Regions from separate parts of the Gossypium hirsutum genome. Here region 1 is linked to region 2. A link is a contact called in public Hi-C data. All regions are on one chromosome and are shown on one strand. Each heading gives the region's core, a stretch centred on a gene start, on an enhancer-like site or on the middle of the called end of the contact. The rest is flanking DNA. Distances are from core to core; before and after follow the strand shown.

The links. Hi-C and Micro-C count contacts between places; a contact is called where the count stands out from the background.
Region 1: a Hi-C map of hypocotyl shows a contact between it and region 2, with 2.6 times the contacts expected there. The contact joins the promoter of LOC107910383 here to the promoter of LOC107910375 in region 2. A contact is called at or near these places in 2 of 34 Hi-C or Micro-C datasets (hypocotyl and leaf).

Annotation. Positions count from the first base shown.
Region 1 is chrD02:13,094,857-13,100,334 of Gossypium_hirsutum_v2.1, forward strand. It overlaps LOC107910383 (aldehyde dehydrogenase family 3 member H1), which reads right to left and starts at 2,420. Exons shown (of 10, transcript XM_016838210.2): 1 at 1,969-2,420; 2 at 32-100. The coding sequence starts at 2,193.
Region 2 is chrD02:12,949,363-12,955,208 of Gossypium_hirsutum_v2.1, forward strand. It overlaps LOC107910375 (SWI/SNF complex subunit SWI3C), which reads right to left and starts at 1,825. Exons shown (of 7, transcript XM_016838200.2): 1 at 1,516-1,825; 2 at 888-1,382; 3 at 1-167. The coding sequence starts at 1,534.

The sequences.
Region 1 (5,478 bases), core at 1,170-3,669, 150 kb after region 2:
CACCCATTTGAGAGGTATCCAAAATATTTACCTTTTCTGGCATCATCCAATGCTTCATGTTCTTGACTGCCAATCTACATGAGTTCTTTAGCATCGCTATCTGAAGTGTCAACCATGTCAATATCAGAGGAAAAAGATTACTTATTTTATGTGGGAGTTCCATAGAAACGAAGAGCACACTCGGGAGGCCAAATATAAATAACTCAAATATTGTTGCCTTCTCCATAGTTCTTGTTTTCTAATTAGTGTGACATTTAGGGTTAAAACAAAGATATCAACTATCAAGAATTACACAAACTTAACAAGAGGATGACATCTCAAAACAAACTTGCCTGTATGACAAAAATAAATTGCTCCAGAACAATAGTAAACTAATATATTAATTTTCCAAGTTAAAAACCTAAAAGTAACCGACTTTTATCTTCAGCCAAATAGTGACACTTACACCAAGAACTACCACTTAGGAAACCTCAAAAGAAAATTTGCTTACTGTCCAACATTCATTATCATTAGCTCTTAAATCTAATCAACATAACACAAAAGGTTGACTTAAATGATGCATATAACTATCTTAAAGTAAACCACACTAGCCTCCACATTTAAATCCAGAGACTGAATATATATAATTTAGGCATTTGGCTCAAATAATGTTTCTTTCAAACAAGTGGCAAACACCTGTGACTATAAACAGATGAAAATTTTCAAAAACCTCCTTAAGTATTCATTGGCGACAATCAAGGTTCATCTAGCTTTCATACCATTATTAAGTATCCCCACATTAATTAATCAAAACTACAATTATCCTCACAGCAGTAGTCTATCTCAGTCAAAGCTCCAATCACCAACTTATAATTATTCAAAATAACAGTAAATAGCAAGACATCTCTCTATCTCTTTCTTTTTCCTAAATCCTGTCCACCTACTGATATACATTCCTGCATTGAAGTTTAACCGTTACTTATTATACTTAATCCTGATCTCTACTAAATATGGGAAAGCGCAGGGACTATCTACCCCAAAGCCCAGACATATTCCAAATAATTAATAATTTTGAGGAATCTTCACTGATAAAAGTATATCCACAATAACTATAGAGGCTGAACAAAAAAAAAAGGCCAAAAAAGAAATATTTCTTACGATATTTACATCATGTGGCTGGAGATTTTAACCAAGTGAGCAAGTTGGATTAGCAATAAATATTCAAGTATTTGAGTTCTAGTAGTTTGGAACACTGCATATATCTAGCAATCATTTAAAGTCAGAAAAATGATCAACCGTTTTCATGACAAAGTTAACTGTTAGCATGCCATAAATGCTACTTGTGCCCATCAAGATTTCAATTCTGTCACGTATTTAAACACTTCTAAAACCTTTGCACACCAGCAACAATAGAGAGAGGATTCCTAAAACTTCCCAACTGTTCTCTTCATGTATTTCACGATTCTCGAGTTGGAGCTTGACACGAAACAGGGCCTCTCATAAAATTTTATAATATTAATACAAATGTATATCTAGATTTATGAAAAACTAAATAAACCCCCCAAACAGCACCGTTAGCTTTAAAGACAAAGTAGTTGAAGTTGTTTATCAGTAACCAAATAAACCCATCAAATCTATTTTATGAATATTATAATCTGGAGACTGGTCAATAATTAATAACAAAGTTTTAATAATTTAAAATTGAAATTCAGATTCATTCAATAACCAAGTCCAACAGTAAAGTTTTTATTATTAGATATAATTAAATGCCAATCAAGAATTGTCCAGAGCTGACTTACAGCCGCCTATAGACTCTGCACTAAACGACTAATACTATAATTTAGTACGTGAAATAACTTCATTGAATTCTACTTCTCATCCATTTTAATTAATTAACTAAAAAACTAATCCGAAATCAATTTTTTTTTAAAAAGAAAGAATAACAGGAAAATAAATTTTCAAAATTAAAAAGAAATAAAAAGGTTTGACCTCATAGATGGAGGATTCGAGTTCCGGCTTGGAAAGATCATCGTGAAGAGCGGCAACGATTTGCGGCTCCTTCTCTTCCATCATCTTCACCATGGCATTCAACTGAGTCAATCTCCATTCGTAGCTTTTAGTCTTTCCGGTTGCGAAGCTAGCTCTCAACTCCTTCACCAACTCCTTCGCCGACTCCGTACAAAATACCGGCTTGTTCTCCACTTCGCTCGTCATTATCGTCCAAATAATCAATCAAATTACGCTCCAACTATGAATCTTAAAAGGAACCGCCGAGAACAAGAAATCAAAATGAGGATTTTGAATTGATTGGACTCTGCCGGCGTTGATAATGATGATGTCTTACGTCACCTTTTCTTTTTCCTGCCAATATACTCAAAAACAACGAAACTGCGTATAATCGTATATAGATATATAGCACAAGACCCCGTGACCCGGGCCATACCTCTGGCGTTTTCCTCAGCTGTGATCTATTAAGGTAAACCTTCACTTTCTGATGGGGACCTATACAACCGATTAAAAAGATAAATAAATTAATTTTTCCTTTTAACTTTGGACTTTCAGATTTAATTTTGAATTTAAAAATGTAAATAAATCATACCTGGAATGTTAAGTTGACGTGAATTTCAATATAATTCTTGTCCTTATAAGAAAGCAAGATTTAAAAATATAAAAAAGAAAAATAATGGTAAATTCCATCTTTAGTTATATAATTATTAGTGTATTTTTCTTTTGGTAACTAAATTATAAAGACTTTCAATTTCACCGCTAATATTGTTCTGATGTAAAATGTTTTTGGATATGATAATGTCATATTTTTTAATTATTATAATAATATATTTAGTTTTCAATATTTACATATTTTAATAATTTAATTTAATTTTAAATAAATATTACATTAAGCTAAAAAACTTTCAATTTCATCACTAATTATATCATATCATATATTATATATTTTTTGAAGAAATATCATATATTATTTTAAAAGGTCTTCAGAAATAATTTTATGTGGCGTGTTTAAAATGATGACAAGTCGATAGTGTCTTTACTTAACACGTCAGCATTTTATTTGTAACACCCCAATACCCGACCTGATCGACGAGTCTGAGTTACAAGGTGTTACATTCATTGCCGGAGCAACTACAATCAATAACATCCAATTCAATGTCAATATAACTTTAAATATAAGTAATTCATGCTAATTAAACAATGCATTATCATTTTCGGGCCTTAAATGAGCCTACAAAAGCTCTTTTATTAACCCAAGATCGAAATGGATCAAATTGTAAATGATACAAAATTTTGAATTGATGTCACGACTTTGGGGAGTTCATTATCGCGACATGACTCTCTGATTAGGGTTCGTCTGTAACACCCTATACTTGACCCAATTGCCGGGTCCGAGCTACAATGTGCCACATTCGTTGCCGGAGCAACTACGGTCAAATTAAATATGAATTCACATCATCAAGCTATTATTCATAAGAATTATAAACAAACAATACAATATAGAATCATTCTTGGGTCCTAAACGAGCTTACGAAAGCTTTTAATTTAACTCGAGATCAAATCAAGACTGAATTGTAAAATTTTCAAAATACAGGGTTGATGCCGTGACGTCATCATTACCATATCGTAATGTCACCAAACAATTTATCACGTCACAACGTCAGTTTGCGTGACATCACTCACTGTTTGGCCTCATTGAGACGACAGTGTTTCTCGTCTCAACGTGACATTATAGGCCATTTCTTATCGCAACGACATGCGTTTGACGTCACGACGTCACATACTATTTCTGCAATACCAACTCACAACCTGCAATTTTAAGATACACCAATGCATATTCAATTTAACCTTATTATTTTCTTCTTTTTGACCAAATGTACAGTAAAAATAGGTTCCATAATAAGCCATAACACTTTCAATTCATATCAACATCATGTTCTAACTACCTATTACTTCCAATCATCCAATCATTCTCACTAACTTACCTAGTATTCTTATTATTCTAGATGCAAACCTATACATATTAATTCTTCACTTTGTAATTAAACTGCCATTTGATGTATCATTCCCTGATACTACCATAGCAAATCCAAATTGCACATCATGACATATGACATATCAACCATTTATTAGGTCCATTCATACATTTCAATCACGGTACCATCACATATCTCATGCATTAATCACACTATGAGAATTCTAAGTTGCATACACATATACGCATATACACATCAACCATATATATCACTTTTAAAACATCAAAATGCAACATTTAATTATAAATACCATTCTATCCCAACAAAACTTAACCTATTAGGTGCATGCCAACTATAAACATAAAAAATGCACAAACATTGCTAAGCCGGGTTCGAATTCTGGATGCTAAGAAGACCTTATCATGATCTACTGTGAATCTAAGTTACCTACGCACGAAAAAACAAAACCTATGTTGTGCAAATCGCTTAATGGTAAATTTATGATTCAAGATATTGGATTACAAGTATAAGCTAATTGAACCTATTCAATTCAAAATCAAAGCATGAGTATTACTTTGCACAATTCCATACTTCAATTGCCAATTCAAAGCAATTATACCTATATTCATGTTAACATAGAATCCGCTGTATATGCATATGCAAATTAATATAACATTTATCATTCAATTTATAAACAACTAGTTTAGTGTTCAACCTCATCAATTAAGTAAATATATCCCTTTCATATTGATGTTTCAACTATTTTTAAGCCTAATGGCTCTTTTATACATGCTCGGACCCCGGGGCTTATTTTCAAATAAAATAAAATAATATCACATTTCATAATTCCATCACATTTCATTACTTTACCATTTACCAATTCATGTGTTTATAACGCCATTAACTTGACACTAGGTACAGATAGACAGATCCATCACCCAAGGTTGCCTGGCAACAATGACGCTATAATGATATATAATACCATTTCGAATTGCCCGACAATAATGGTTTACTCAACTAAATAAATTTGTCACCCCGGTTTTCCTAGTAACAATGACTCAATGTATAATATCTATCACCCCGGATTGCCTGACAACGATGGCTTTACTCAATACTCTAATCCTATGGCATGCCAACTATATTTGTCATAGTCCGAGTAGCTAATAAGGTAACCAAATTTAAAATTTCATATACAATTCCATTTATGTTTTATCATACAAAATTCATTAACAATTCATCAATTTAATACATAATTTATTATGTTCCAACAAAATCTCATATCAATTGCATATATCAAACAAGTCACGAAATTCTCTATTCTAGTCAATTTAGTCCCTGTTTTAATATTCAATCTGAATCGCATCATTTTAGTTCAAGAAGTCATCGATACTCACATCCAACTCTTTATAATGAAGAATGATATAAATATGTAGCAATTAAAAGATTCTAGAATCATAGAATTACAAATAAAAAATTCCAAGCTACTCATTGACAACTTTGGATTTTCCTTTCCCAC
Region 2 (5,846 bases), core at 575-3,074:
ACAATCAGAAACTGTAATTCTCTTCCCAGGATTATCCATGTATTTGACAACTATTTGGTTTCTACATTCAATATATCTTTCTGGCGTGTGTTCAGGTGATTTCCCAGAGAAGAAAAGTGGCACAACTTGTCTTTCTAGACGATGCACTGTGGCTGGTGAAAACCACTCTGCTTGCAAGGAAACCCACAAACACAACCAAATATTAGTACACGAATAAGAAGATTTTAGTGCACAAAGAGAGAGGGTGCAACATAAGCTTGGAATTTATAATGCGTGTTTCTTCTACTAATGCTAGACATGACATGACATGACACGACACAACACACATATCATGTAAATAAGACCAACCCAAGTTTAAATTGCTTAACTTTTGTTTTAATTTAGATTACATCTCGTCTGAGCTAGATCAAGATTCAAGACATTTCTTAGAGTCCAATCAAAAGAAGGTCTACTATAGGTACTAATCAACTCACATAAGAAAACGATTATAAAGTTCCCCAGTCAAATACAAAAAGGAACTTAAATTATATACTTTCTCAAAAGACTTTTCCAACAGTGCATCTGAAATTCAAGCTGACAAAGAAAGAACTTTTTTTTAAAAGGTACAAAGAAAGAACATTCACCAAATATTAGCAGCGTGCGTTCACTACGAGAAACAGACGAAAGTCAAACCTTTGAAACACTTCAATCCTACCTCTTAATACCACTTACAGTCAATTAATATAAATAAGCTCCATCTATTTATACCCTTGATTTATAGGAAATTCGTTGAAATTAAACCCCCTAAACTTGTTCATTATTCTTTCGGCTAGCCAAAGTCAGAATCAAAATTGAAACCAGGCAAAAGTTTAAAACATGAAGATATTAAAGAGACAGCGGAACCGAACCTGAATGCATTGGCAGGACATGAACCCTACTCCCAAACCTCTTAACAACACCACGACCCTCCATTATAGGAGGAGGGGTGATCACATACTTCTCCGGATCAACAACGGGAGCTTCCATAGAAACCGACTGTATCTGCCCGTGCGAAACATTCTCCAAAACCGCCAGCTCAACCTGCTGATGCCCCTTACCATCCCCAATCAAACCCGCCCGTTCAGATGCCACGATCGCCATTACGGAACCGTGAGGACGGTTCACGGTTCTCTTCACCACGGGAGGGAACTCTGAGATGCGAAATCCACCGCCGGACAGGACCTCACTCTCGCTGGAGCCCGGTAAGGATGGATCCGTGGCGACACCGGCGGCATCGTCCCCGGAGTTGTCAAGGTCATCGTTGTTCTCTTCTTCATCGTCTTCCTCCGGAACCACATCCTTTTCTTCCACCTGGTGCTTCAATCTTCGCTCTCGCTTCCGCCGCTTCCATCTACCTCGACCATCTATCCCAAAAAAAATTAAAAAAAAAAATTCTAGGTAAAGTGAAAAACGTAATTAGGGTAACTTAAATTTTATTATCATTGGATACGGAAAATGAGAAAATAATTAAAAGAAAAAAGAGGGACGAGAGATTGCCTGAAGAAGAAGCAGGCATTGGATTGAATTAGTAGTGAAAGGTGAAATTACAGAGAGGAAGTGTGTGAAATGGCGAAAGAATTTTGTGGGGTGGGGGATTAAAATTGCAGGGAAGGGAAAGGTGTAGTAGTAGTAGTAGTAGTAGTAGTATAATATTAGTAGAAGGAGAAAGAGAAAGTGAATAGGGACTTTTCTTTTCTCTTCTCTTTCTCTTCTTTGTTTTGGTTTTGCCCTCTGTTTCTTAACTTTTCCCCTCCCGCACTTCAGCGTCTTTCCTTTGGGATCTTGGCGTGAGTAGGCTTATTGGGCTCACTCGGTTACCCACCAACGTTTAATCAATGTTATAAAAGTCAAATAGGTGTCGAATCTCGTTATACCATTGATTTTCGATTTAATCTTACGCTTGGAGATTCATTTATTCTCCTTGTTTGGAATGATATACTGATAAGTTTTCAATTCAATTAATTAATTCAATCCAGTTCCAATAACATTGGGTTTCGTTAATATTTTTTGAACCGGATCAACTGGTCAAGGTACAAGTCCAATGAAAAGTAAAAAAATCTATTGATTAGCGAACCTAGTTAAAACTCGTTTTTATAAACTTTTTAATTAATATTTTAAATCATATATATAATAGAAACACAAGTAAAAATGAAAATTTTAAGTTTTAATATAGTTGGTTGAGTTACATGAGTAACAAATAACTGTCAAAGCATAAATTACTCTCAATTAAAAATATTTTCTATCGAGTTGATGAGATTCTTTGAATTCAATAGAAAGAGCTAATTGTTATGCTCCATAGAGATCACTTATAAAAAATCCAGGATTTTCTTAAAGTTAATTTGATGTGGTCACTAGGATGACACTGCGATTCGGTTTTGGTCTGACAGTTGAATACAATAATTAGGTCTTCTTAGAGATTCATGTGATGATAATGTGATTATTGATGAATGTTTGTATAGATGAGGAAAATTTTCGGACCAATTACAAATCTTCACGTATCAAGCCGAAGTTATTGTAAGTCAAGCCAAAATTATCATGGTGAAAATTTGATGACATCATAATTATTTTTCTCTAATTAGTTTAAGTTAATTAATAGATAAATTTACCACTAGTTAAAAATAAAATAATTAAAGATAAAATTAAATTATTATTTCATCTTTAATCAATTAATAAGAGAAAAATAATAAATAAAAGACTTTAATTACTTGTAGAACTTTCTTTTATTCAAGTAATTAGCACTATAAGAAAGGTAGCCCCAAGCCATTCTACAAATTCACAAGTTCAAGAAGCCTAAAAGATCTCATCAAAATTATCTGAAGAAGTTGAAGAAATTTTGACGAACACCATACTCATTCTGAAGAAAACCCACCTTCCAATCCAGTTCATATGTGAAGAAGAAGACAAAAGTCGTTTCTAAAAAAAGTTGTCTTTCGATCCAAATCAACTGAAGAAAGAAGGTCCAAACCTGTTTCAAGAGCAAGTCAACATAACTCTTGAAGCAATCACATCCATCCAAGACCAAGTCTAGACAAACTTGGATTACAGCCAAATCGAAGAGAAGAATCAAAGAAGTTTTCTTTGTAAAGAAATCCAGAGATTGTAACTTTTCTTTCAAAGTTATCAATAAATTTGACTCAAAATTTCAAGTCAATTTTCAACTCAAAATTTGTGTGTATAGTTTGTTAACCAAAGATTTGGTGGATCCACAACATCGTTTCACTTAGAGATGCTTATAATAGTTTGATGGAAGATCTTTGGGGTGAAAAAGAATGTAATGGAAGATTGTTTGGGAATGCCCTATACCTCAACGTATTCAGGTTTTCTTATGTTAGTTTTTATTTTCAAATATTTTGATATAACAAAATATTTCCTTAATTAAATTTTATAAGATCTCATGTTAAACCTTAAAAAATTATTTTCAAGTAATTTTCAAAATGGTTTAAATATCTAGAAAAAAATTATGAAGATTAGAAGCTCCTAAAAGTACTTTTAAAACTTATTTTTAGCATAACTTGGGCTATGGTCCAATACCGTTATTAAGGATATCATAACACAACTTACTGACTTTAAAGGTATCGAACCCCTTGGGTCTAAGTGTCTATATATATTACTATGTATTGGACCCAAGATTGTGTGCTCTGAAACTTGGGGTGCCAAATCAATTTTGAACATTTGGGGGTATTGAACCCCAAATGAAAAGGAACTGAACCCCAAAGCAAGAGGTATTTGAACACAACCTTAGAGTCTGGTATCTATAGCTTTAACGATTACTTTATTTAAGCAGGGTATCAGAACCTAAAGTCCAAGTATTGAAACATAGGCCCCTGCAACTGCATTTAATGTTCAAGTAAATGTCTTAAATGACTCAATTTTCCCTCTAATTACTCTAAACGACTAGAAATCAATGAAAGGGTATAAATATAACTTAAGAACATCAAAAAGAAGACAAGAAACAAGTTCATAAAGCTTATTGTGTAAAAATCCAATCTTTCACTTGTAATTTTCATATTTCTCTTGTTTACACTTCGAGTTTTATTTTCTTTCATTATTTTCAAGTGTTAGTAATTCATTTAAGTGAGCTTGATTATTGTATATAAGCCTTTGATTGGTATTTCTTTTTAACTATTCATTTTTAAAATTTGTGAGAGGTCACTTATGGTTGTGGGTAGAAAACTTTAATGGGAAATGGGTCTATCTCGTCTATTCAAAAGATAGTGTTGTAAAAGTTAAACATTATCCTTAAAAGGGTTCATGGATTTCGGAAACCCTTAATTGTGAAGAGCTAAGGTAATGAATGTAAGCAATTGGGGTTGAACCAATATATATCATTGTGTCAATTTTTATTCATCTTTCTTGCAAAGTTTTTAATCACCAATTCACCCCTTTTAGCACAATTAAGCTTTACATCTTATGGCAAGCAATGAAAAATAGATTGTTAACGAATGTTAAGCGGATGCAGAGAAGGTATGGTAGAGGATCCAACGTGTTCAATTTGTGGAGTAATGGAGGAACTAGTCTTACAAGTGGATGCAGAGAAGGTATGGCAGAGGATCCAACGTGTTCAATTTGTGGAGTAATGGAGGAACTAGTCTTACACGTTTTAAGAGTGTGTCATGTGACCACTAGACTTTAGAGAAGTTTATTGGGATCCAATGGAGTTAATAGTTCTTCTTCATGCTTTTTTGGTTGAATGGCTTACTGGTAATTTGAGGATTAATGTTGGTTTAATATGGGGGACAACCATTTGAAATATTCTTTGCTACTGTTATTTGTGACTACATGCATGCGTGCACAATAAACAAACGATTTTATAAAGTAAATTTAAAGTGCGATTTTACTGCAAGCGTATAAGTCAGTTTTAATATTTATAGTTCAAATGGAACACGAAGTCTTCCAAAGGGTTGAACCCAAAAGAGATAGCTATTGAGTGATAAATAGTGTATACTATAAAGTTTAAGCAACTACTTGTATTATTTTATAATACGGCAAATCATAACAAGAAAGTTTTGCAAGAAAATTAAATATGCTAATCTAAGGACCAAATTATAAATAGTACAAAACTACAAGATTAACCAATAAATGACTAATGGTGGTAGGTTGATTTCGATGCAGTTTTCCAGTCTTCGAATGAGGGACTTAAATGGCTTAAATTACTAAGTGACTCAATTTTATTTTTCGATCTCAATTTTACCAACTTAGAAAAATTAATCGGGTTTATCTCTTGATCTCACTGGTTAATCCGAGACTAATAAATTGGTGCACAACCTTAGGGGCATCAATTCCTAACTTTTTAGGTCTATTTAATTTAGTTCCTTGTCTAAAAAATCAACTTACCCACATATCCATCAACCAAACCCCTTTGAGGTTTAACTACTCATGCTGAAAATAAAGCTAATGGACATGAAAATGAAAAGCAAAAAAACCATTAAAGTAAAGCTTGAGAAAAATATAAAAGTTTGTATTTTTATGCAAGAAAATTTAAAGAATATGAAACTAAAGACATTCAATAAGAAAATCTAAAGTAATAAACATAAAAGGAGCAAACTTTAGCAGATTTAAAGTAAAAGAAACTGAAATACATTAAACTAAAACTACAAATGTCTTATACCAAGGTACAAGGATTGAAAGTGAAAATAAACCTAAGCTATAGTGATAAGTAATTTAACTAACACTAAGAACATTAAGAATAAGAAGTAAGTGCAGAAAAATAAACTCTAAAACTAAGAAAGGAGAAGAGAAAATACAAACCCTAGAAAAGTTGCAGAAAAATTAAGAGAAACCTAGAGAAACTAAAGCTAACAGCTAAACTAATGTTTGTCTCCTCTCTC